3 separate regions of the Oryctolagus cuniculus genome follow, and all the other regions are linked to region 2. Evidence: chromatin contacts called from public Micro-C data. All regions are on one chromosome and are shown on one strand. The core of a region is the stretch at or near the end of the contact, and the rest is flanking DNA. Distances in the headings are between cores, read along the strand shown. Region 1 holds the start of MFN1 (mitofusin 1). Region 2 holds the start of PIK3CA (phosphatidylinositol-4,5-bisphosphate 3-kinase catalytic subunit alpha). Region 3 holds the start of ZNF639 (zinc finger protein 639).

Region 1 (3,470 bases), core at 233-2,732, 220 kb after region 2:
TTGTGATGCTGACCCCAGATTTGCAGTTTAAGGGTGTAAGGTGTCTGGCGCATAACAGATCTTCCCAGGCAGACGAATCAATTTTTTTTTTATTTTTTTTTTTTATTTTTGACAGGCAGAGTGGACAGTGAGAGAGAGAGACAGAGAGAGAAAGGTCTTCCTTTGCCGTTGGTTCACCCTCCAATGGCCGCCGCTGCAGCCGGCGCACCGCGCTGATCCGATGGCAGGAACCAGGATCCAGGTGCTTTTCCTGGTCTCCCATGGGGTGCAGGGCCCAAGCACCTGGGCCATCCTCCACTGCACTCCCTGGCCATAGCAGAGAGCTGGCCTGGAAGAGGGGCAACTGGGACAGAATCCGGCGCCCCGACCGGGACTAGAACCCGGTGTGCCGGCGCCGCAAGGTGGAGGATTAGCCTATTGAGCCACGGCGCCGGCTCAGACGAATCAATTAATTCACAGGCTTTTATTAGGATTCCGCTCCCGGGCAGGGTTCCCCGGTCCCAACAGAGCAACAGAGCGGGGGCCGGGGAAGTCGTGCATCAGATATTGGGAGAGCTTCTTTTATAGATTCAGGGCATGGGAGTTAAAGGTTGAGGCGGGTCTGATCCTCATGGTTGACCTTTAGGTACCCGCAGGGACCCTGACAAGGACTTTTCTTCCCCGGAAGTACAGGTAGGGACTTCTCCATTCCTGGAAGTACAGGCCTTCCTCCTTGCGGATCCCAAAGCTACCAAAGGGCAGCTTAACTACAAAGTTTAAGGATAGTAGCCAGGGCCAGCACTGTGGCACAGCAGGTAAAGCAGTTGCCTGCAGTGCTGGCATCCCATATGGGAGCAGGTTCAAGTTCCAGCTGCTCCAATTTCAATCCAGCTCTCTGCTATGGCCTGGGAAAGCTGCAGAAGATGGCCCATGCCTTTGGCCTTCTGCACCCATGTGGGAGATATGGAAGGAGCTCCTGGCTCCTGGCTTCAGCTCGGCCCAGTCCCGGTTGTTGCTGCCATTTGTGGAGTTAACCAGCGGATGGAGGAGCTCTCTGTCTCTCCCTTTCTCTCTCTGTAGCTGTGCCTTTCAAATAAATAAATTTAAATAAAATAAAAAATAAAAACAGTAGCCAAGGACACACCAAGTTTCAGGTCTGACGTGTAAAGTAATTACACACATACAGGGTGAGAGGTACCCCAGAGAGGCAATCACACAAACACAGATGTCCCTTCTGTCTCACGACGTCCTAACCCTACCTCACTCCACCTCCTTCTCCCTAAGGCAGCCATGACAGTCAGCTACGCCTAAGATGGACAGAGCTTTAGGGAACTTCGAAGTGAGAAGGGAGGAGGAAAGGAAGTTGCAGGGTGGAACGAACCACTATCCTGCCAAGAGCGTCCCTGCCCATAACAAGTTTTGCCTCTGCCCTCAAGAGAAATGGCGCCGGCATAGACGCGTTTCCGTTCACGGAACCAAACAGAATAGGAGAGGACCAGGGACCGGAAGTGACCGCCCTTTTGCCACTCCTCCTGCCTCCAGTTAGCTTATATCCTCTTTGGGGAGGATGAGGCAACCTGAGAGCTTGGATCGAGCTGTGGTTGCTGAGTGACAGTCGGAGTTGGGACCGTGTGAGTGTCAGCTGCTTCGACCGCTGGCGGGTTCGCGACTCTCGGGGTGACCTTCGAGCGGCCGGGGACAGGGGGCGGGGAGCCGTGAGCGGAGCGCTCTGTGACGAGACGCTGCCGCCGCCGTCCTGCTGGAAGGGAGCGAGCGAACCGGATGGCCAGCGGGGCCGGCGGCCGGCTCAGGCCCGCGGAGCCCACGATGCTGGAGCCCGGGGGTGGTGGTGAGGGCGGCGGGCCGGGCCGGGCCGGCGCGCGTGGGGCGGCGGCGGGGTCTGGCCCCGAACCTTGCGGGCGAGGCTCCCGCGGCCGTGTGTATGGCGTGGAAGGCCTCTGCCCAAGGTAGGTGTTCACACCGGCCGAACCGGGTCGTTGCCCACACCCTGCTTAGCCCACGCTTATCCCTTCGCGCCGTCCTCTCTTGACCCTCTTGGCAAGATCTGCCTTTTTCATGAGCCACATTCCACACGGACTAGGATTAGACTGGGGCGTAATGGTTTGTCCTTGGTGTGTGTTTTTCTGAGAAGCGGCCAGGGGCAGAAAAACTTCAACATTCACCCAAGTTTTTGGTTCTGCGGCCGGAAGCGTAAGCCTTGTCTCCGGCTTTGTTGTGATGAAAATGTCTTTCCAAACGTTAGTTTTACTTTGTGATTTTGGATTCTGGGTCTTTCCTCTGCATATCCCTTTCCACCCTCACAGAGCTCCAGGTTGAGAAACTTAGTTATTGTTTGCGAACTTTGCTTCTTGGTAGCTCAGTTCCCTGAAGTACTTAAAACTCACTGGGAGTCACAACTTCAACCACAATTAGTTTCATATTCACCAGAGGGAAATAAAGTAGAAACTTGGGCTAACAAATTTCGTTTATTTTAGTGAAGTGGCTTTGAATAGTAGTCTTTAATTGCCCGACTAAAACATTTCTCCCCGAAAAACAACTACCTAAATATATTTTGGCAGTTTAATTGCCTAATTTATTCCATTTGGGAGGTAATGACCTAGACGGTGTTAATCATTTACATGTAATTATCACTCTGTAATTTGTGCTTTTTTAACTTTATGTTTCTCCCTTTAGGAGCATAATGGCAGAAACTGCATCTCCACTGAAGCATTTTGTGCTAGCTAAGAAGGCAATCACTACAATCTTCGACCAGTTACTGGAGTTTGTTACTGAAGGGTCACGTTTTGTTGAAGGTTAGTTCTTAAGTTCTTAAAATGACTACTAGTGAAAATACATAAAGGTACTTTATTCTTTGAACTGTAGCTATTGGGTGCACACACATATAGGGCACTATGGTGAACAGTATGAGGGATACCAGAATGAGGAAAACCCATTTCTGTCCTACAAGAGACGAAGATTAAATGTTATTAATCACAACTAAGAAATAAATGCTTCTAAATAAAGTACTGTTTTAGCATTTTATTAGTAATTCGTTTACTCATGTCATCAGTAAACAGATTGTAATCATACTCACTTGAAAGATGAAAAAAACCAGGATGAGGAAAAAGTAAAGCAGGTTACCCAAGATTATACAACTAGAAAATGCTCAGATGAAAAACTCAGGCAGCCTGCGGTTAGCCATTATATTTGTCTCTCCAGCTTAGCTAAGCCAAGACCTCAGATCTATCTTTCAAGTAAGGCTGAGTTGCAGAAGGAAAAGGGCAAAAAGGAATTTTCATAAATTGAGTGTAACTGTTGAAACAGTTGAAATAGCAACAATGGGCAACGGTGGAGAGGAATGTCTTCCTAGGAAATGTTATTTTAGTTTTTTTTTTTTTTTTTTTAGATTTATTTTATTTGAAAGAGTGACAGAGAGGTGCCCATATGTGTCTGGCATTGCAGGCGATGGCTTAACCTGCTGTGCCACAATA
Region 2 (3,065 bases), core at 526-3,025:
CAATTGTGAATTAAATATTAAATGGTACTCTGGCAACCAACAAGAGTGTCATGCAGTCAAGTACCAGGTATGGCATTTCCTGCTATGACACGAGATTGACACGGTCAAATTATTACAAAATTCGTATCATATAATTCTCACTTATTTAAACATTTTATTCTTAGCATAATTTTTCCACCAAGAACTATTTATTAATATTTCACAGAACACTGTACTTGAAAACACAATTTGGGAAGAATGCCTTAGGTTTACTCTAACTAGAAATTGAATGTGCTTTTTAAAAATTATTATTCCTTGCTCTGGATGAACATGATGTTTTGAAACTGCTGAAAATCAAGAAAAATATTTAGGAGCAAAAATATTCTGAAATGTGAGATGAAAACTAGAGCTGACGTGGAAGAGAAAAATGGAAATTCAGTCAAGTGAAACTATGACCACAAGGAGGAACAGATTCAAGATTGAGTTATACACCTGCCGTTCGAGAGGACTGGTACTGGGCAGGTTTATGCTCTAGGTGTTAAACTGGACTGTACTATCTCTAGCGTGGTTCAAGTCTAAGTTTTCTTTTCCTTAAAAGATTCAGTGGGAAACTAACCTCACACTGCTCCTACGCTCTTTCAATACAATGATAAACCACTAGGGGGAGAAAACGCAGAGCGCCGGATCCTCTACCGTACTGAGAATCTCCAAAGTCACAGATCCCCAGGGCTGTACCCTAAGGGGACCGGGGTACGAAGCACCAAGACACCAGCTTGGATCTCATCTACAGCCAACATTGCTCCTCTGTAGTCTCTTCTGTAAAAACTGGCTTCACGTGAAGGAAAGTTCGTTTTCTCAGCACTCAGAACTGAATCCCACAAGCCGATTCAAGTCGCAAAAACAAAAATGGAACACAGCAAAAGGTTTTCCCGAAATGAGTCAAGGGATTGCAGAGGGCTGTGGCAGTGCATTCCACCTTGGGGTTGGGCTACTACTTCAAACTGATTCTGGCAGAAAGACGCGCAGCAACGCTGCGTGAAAGGCCTTCTTTCTACAACCCATAACCACTGCTGGTTAGCCACTGACAGCCGCGGTTAGCCACCGCGCCCCTCTCTCTCGCCCCCCAACTAATCTCGCTTCCTCTATGGGCGTAAAACTGAATCTCACTTGCTCCCAATATTTCATTCTACACCTCTACCCTAGCTTGCGTGCGGCTCGTAGAAACAAATATACGACGCGCACGCTGTCCTAGGATGACACAACACGCAGAGTACTGCAGAAGACGGAGAAATAAACAGTCACACGCCTGAAAAGCAGACCCAACAACACCCCCACTCCGGGCGGAAAAGCAAGGCGCAGACGCAGTGGCAAGCTGTTACCCGATTTGCCCACTTCCCCCGCCTCCTCTCTTCCATTTCACTTCCGCTCCTTTGCCCATCTGCTTCCGGGGCATTGTAGGCTCGGCCCCTCCTCAGCTCTTACCCTCCTCTGCCCGAGGAGGGGGGAGTCGAGGGGGTGGGGAAGAGTTCGTTGTTTGTTTACACGATGTGAGCGGAAAAAGACCAATAAAGTTTATTCTGGAAACAAAAGGAAAAAAAACAGGGGCGACAGAGAAAGGAGACGGGGGCGGGGGCGTGTGGCGGGGGCTAGCGAGGAGAGGGAGCGAGAAGGAGAAAGCGGCAGTTCCGGTGCCGCGGCTGAGGTCTCGGGCTGCTGCTCCCGCGGCCGCTGGGGCTGGGGCTGGGGCCGCCGGCGAGGCAGGGCTCGGGCCCGGCCGGGCAGCTCCGGAGCGGCGGGGGAGAGGGGCCGGGAGGCGGGGGCCGTGCCGCCCGCTCTCCTCTCCCTCGGCGCCGCCGCCGCCGCCGCCGCCGCCGCCGCCCGCGGGGCTGGGACCCGATGCGGTTGGAGCCGCGGATCCTGGAGGAGCCCCGAGCGTGAGTAGAGCGTGGACTGGCCGGGAGCGGGTGCGGTGGCGATGGGGACCGGGTGGGTGCCGGGGACTCCCGGGCGCGCCTGCAGTGTTGGGCGGGGGCTCCCGGCCGGTCGTCTCCCCGCGGCGGAGTTCGTCTGCTATCGCCGCTCGCTCTCCTTCGCCTGCCCCTGGCCTCTCCCAGCTGCAGAGGCTACGGCTTGCCGCTCCCTCTCGGGCCGCCGCCTCACTCCTCATTTCCTCCTTCTCCTCCCATTTTTGGGGATGGGGCGATCGGAGGCTGAGGAAGTGCACCCAGGGCCGCCGCCCCGGCCGCGCTGGCTCGGTCTCCGGCGCCCTGCACGCCCACCCGGCCCGCGGGCGGCGGGGTAGCGGCGAACATCGCGGCGTGAGGGATCCGAGCACTGAGCCGCGAGCTCTTCCTGAGGGGCTGTCACACCCTAGGACTCCGGCCCCGCCACCCCGGCGGCCCTGCTTTTGCCTCTTATTGGGTTTAAATCGCCCGGCAGGGGTATTGAGGGAAAACCGGTCTCCCCACCCCAGAACTCCCCTCCCACCCTTCCTTTTCGAGGTTGTTTTTTCCTTTTAACCGAGACAATCGAACGTTTGGTTCCTTCATTCATAAACTAGACACATTATCTCATGTGACTTGTGTCTTTACGAAGTCTATTATGTGATGACTGTTTGAGAGCTCCGAAGTGGCTCGGAAAGGTAGGGTAGCGCCCCGGATCGAGCTATGTAAACAGCAGACGGTTCAGCCAATGTGTTCTGACCGCGGTTTGAGGGGTTTATTTTAGGATGCTGAAGGAATTGTGGTGATGGTGGCCGACCATGTTACCAGACTCGGGAATCGAAAGCTCTTTTCTTAGATGTCAGTTGGGAAGCTGTTTACACAGTTACATAAAGGGTAAGGGGAGCCCAACAAGAAGGAGCTTTGTAGAAAACAGTCTGCATATTCTCTCATGATCCGAGTTGTGATTGCATCTTGGTGAAGCTTCCTCATTCCAGCACTGAGCCTTTGTGCACATGCAGGCTATGGATTTGCGGAACGATATTTTGGATGATAGGTGGGGAGGACGGGGTGGGGGGGAACCCCTAGGAGACATGAGTAGGTAAATGCCAGGTAACTCAAGTCGGGTGATTTCTATTGCCATTC
Region 3 (3,370 bases), core at 403-2,902, 190 kb after region 2:
GGGAGTCAACCAGTAGATGAAAGACCTTTCTCTCTCTCTCTCTGTAACTCCACCTGTCAAATAAATATTTTTTAATAAATGATATCTGAACATTTTAAGGCTCTTCTAAGTGGTAACTGTGAGGATTTTTTAAGATAATACACTTGTGGAAGTGGGGGTGCTCATACCACAAAATATTTTAAAACGAAACATCCAAAATATAAAGATTGACACAAGGCTCTATGTGAACAAATCACTAACTCAAGATGGTGTCAGGACACCCTCTTGTGGCTTCCAATGTATCAGGGAGGGAAAAAGCCCAGCCACACCAGAGAGCAAAAGATACATGCTGTATTTTATAACTTTCACAAACTTGTATGCTTTTCTATTCTGTGCCAGGTCCTACTCCTACTAGGACTGAGGGTTCTTCTAAATCTCTTTTACTTTATTCTGGCTATGCTAGCATGCATGAATATTCACTTATTTGGGATGAGTCACACGCAAAAGTTCTGAGGTAATAGACTGAAACTAGTTTTTCAAACAGGTCTTTATCCCCTGGGACGGAGTGAAGGGGCTTGCTTGCGGAAGGGCTGTGATTCTCCCTTTCCAGCAGTTGATCGGTTGATCAGCGCGTGGTTCCCAGAAATAGCACCGCCCTGCAGCCCCGACTTTCCCAGTGACCTTGGGCACCCGATAATCCACAAGGGCTTCATTCATCCACTTAACAAAGATTTGAACCCCAGTTGTGCAGGTTACAAAAAGGAGTTAAGGCCGGAGACTTTAGCCCCTCACAAGCCCACTTTTTCTAATTTGTAAATTGGAACTAACAACCTCGACCGGTTGTCAAAAAAGATTAAACACATGACCACATTTTTAAAGTGATTGTTTTTGAAATGGTGTTCACAAATATATTTTTGCTCATTTATTTATTTTGGAGGCCCCACTGGGATTCCTTTAATCCTCCCTACATCTGTTCCCAGAAACTCAAGGTCAGAACACGATTTAAATAATCGAAACCAATCTCCAGAAACTTTACATTCATTCCACCAAGATTTCCTGACCCAACGAACCGGGCGGAGACCTAAGGATTGACTCACGGACCTTCAAGGGGTCCTCCCTCAAGCCCGGTAACGAGCATCCCAGCTCTGTGAGGTTCTCGGGCGTCGCAAAAGCCACGACGCGGTCCCGCTCTCTCCGTCCCCCACAGGCTGCTGGCTTATTTAGGGTTACAGAACGCCATCTGCCCGGCCTAATCCGGACAAGGCCATTGTCGCGCGTCCCCGGGAGGGGCAGGGTGGGGAGAGGGTGACTCTCGCGGGCGGCGCGCCTTCCACTTCTTCCAGGGCGGGAGGGAGGGCTGGGGACAGGCAGGTCAAGGTCGTCGCGCAGCCAGGCGGGCCGCAATTCCAGCGACTGGAAGCCCCCGCCGCGCTCCGCAGGGGCCGCACCCCGCTCGGGAGCGGCCCGCGGCGGCGCAGAGAAGCCGGCAGGGGGCGCGGGCCTCGGGGCCACCCCCGGGGCTGCCGGCCGGTGGTCCCTCCCAAGCCCGGTGTGCCGTGTGGCCGCGCAGCCCGGTCCCCTGCCCCCAACTCACCTCGTCACCTCCCCGCCCTTTCGGCGGGCCCCTGAGGTGCGCGGCGCAGGCGCGGAACGAGGCAGTGAGTGCGGCCGCGGAGCTGGGGCCTGGCGGACAGGGCGTGGGGCGCGCGCAAAGGAGAGGGGCTGGCCCGGCTGAGTGCCCGGGAGCGCGAGAGCCAGAGCGCCGCCGCCGTGCGCCCGCCGCCTTGCGCCCGCGGGTAAGGCCGCACCGCCCCTCAGAGCTACGCCCGGACCGGCCTGGCGGGCCCGCAGGCACTGGTGAGTGTGAGGGAGGAGCGGGCGGACTGGGCGCTAGACCGCTGCAGGGGACGCAGGCGTGCGGGCGCATCTCCCGACGGGAGAGGGCTGGAAAGACCGGATGGCTTGTTTGAAACTGAAACCCTGTCTTCGTTTTACGGCGGGAGGGCTTCCCCTCCCCCATCCCGAAGGCAGTTCCAGGCCCGGCGAAGGACGCCTCGGCCCCACCTCGCCTCGGCTCTCAGCTGCTGCTTTCCTTACAGCTCCCTTGGGGTCGGGGCTTCAGCGTGCCCTCAGCTCTGGCCGTCAGTCGCAGGCCCGGCGAGGCGGGTGCGTGGCGCTGGGCTGGCGGCTACTGGTCCGGGCGACTCCTGCCGGGCCCGGTGGAGGGCAGCTGAGCTTGGGCCTCTGGGCTCCGGCCGCCCTAGGGTGCCACGCTGGCCCCCGGCACTGCCCGGCGGCTTCGCGGCCCTCCCGCGCCGCAGCCCGCTGCGCTCCGCAAGTTGTCGCCGCGGGAAGCGGGCATCGGCCCTGCCACCCAGAGACTCCCCTCTCGCTCGGGTGCTTTTAAGCCCTTTCTGGTTTTGCTTTCAAGTAGGGCCTAGGGACACGAGTCCTTTGAAGAAGCTTATTTCTGCAAAGAGATAATAGAGTCGTGCCTGAACAGTAGCTATTCGAATATTTGACCAGGTATTTTCAGTACATTCGCTGACATGTGGAGGGCTCTAGTTGAAGCTCCTATGCAGCCATTTTTATGTTTTGTTTCTTTTAAAATCTAGAAAATATATACTTTTATTAGGATGAAAAGGAAACTTTAGCCCTGTTAACTCGTTTAAAATGTGCCTTTTTTTTTTTTTTTTTTTTGCGAAGACTTACTATACATGTTAGGAAGAAAGACCACGTTGCCTGAAAGGCCTATAAAAGGTTCAGTGATTTGATAAACACTATCATGGGTATTGTGTTTTTTGTGTATATATATTCTTGTGTGTGTGTGTGTGTGTGTTTTAAATGACATACCTGGACAACCGTACATATTTGGTTGGGGCCGTAACTAGTTGGGTTGGCTCAGGAATAAATATATGAAACCTTAGAAAACAAAAATGACAGAGGCTGGCGTGTATTGTGTAAGGTGCTTAAAAAAAAAGTTTCCTGTGGGATGATGCCATATTTTGTAAGTTTAAAATATAAACTCATAGGAAAAAGTAAAATAAAAAAAGTAAAAATAAAAGCATAGGAAAAAGTCTAGATAATATACAACAAAATGAACAGTGGGTGAATGGATTCTATTTTTGTTATGTTTTAATCTTCTGATATTCCTGCAGTAGTAGCATGTTATGTGCATAGGGTGTATGAGTAAAATGCCAAACGTGTTGATTATGCATGCAAAAGGTACATAAAAATGTTTGGTGAAGTGAAGAGTGGTTAGCAGTTTTGCTCTGGAGGGGCATCTTACTACTGTGCTGAAAGGAGGTCTAATAAGCATTTTTCAATGTTGTTTTGACTTAAGTAGGAGTTGAACCCTCTATGATCGGTGGTCCTACTTTTCTATCACTTC

What was found. A called contact is a pair of places that touch in the nucleus more often than the background predicts.
Region 1: a Micro-C map of ear pinna shows a contact between it and region 2, with 4 times the contacts expected there. The contact joins the promoter of MFN1 here to the promoter of PIK3CA in region 2. A contact is called at or near these places in 2 of 6 Hi-C or Micro-C datasets (ear pinna and psoas muscle).
Region 3: a contact with region 2 is called in a Micro-C map of ear pinna, with 6 times the contacts expected there. The contact joins the promoter of ZNF639 here to the promoter of PIK3CA in region 2. A contact is called at or near these places in 4 of 6 Hi-C or Micro-C datasets (ear pinna, psoas muscle, skin fibroblasts and 1 more).

What each region holds. Positions count from the first base shown.
Region 1 is chr4:100,467,576-100,471,045 of mOryCun1.1, reverse strand. It overlaps MFN1 (mitofusin 1), which reads left to right and starts at 1,482. Exons shown (of 18, transcript XM_008266537.4): 1 at 1,482-1,610; 2 at 2,674-2,792. The coding sequence starts at 2,681.
Region 2 is chr4:100,686,321-100,689,385 of mOryCun1.1, reverse strand. PIK3CA (phosphatidylinositol-4,5-bisphosphate 3-kinase catalytic subunit alpha) reads left to right here and starts at 1,775. Exons shown (of 22, transcript XM_070072478.1): 1 at 1,775-1,913.
Region 3 is chr4:100,491,357-100,494,726 of mOryCun1.1, reverse strand. ZNF639 (zinc finger protein 639) reads left to right here and starts at 1,652. Exons shown (of 6, transcript XM_070072481.1): 1 at 1,652-1,836. LOC138849333 (microtubule cross-linking factor 1-like) reads right to left here and starts at 2,139. Exons shown (of 4, transcript XR_011388043.1): 1 at 1,574-2,139.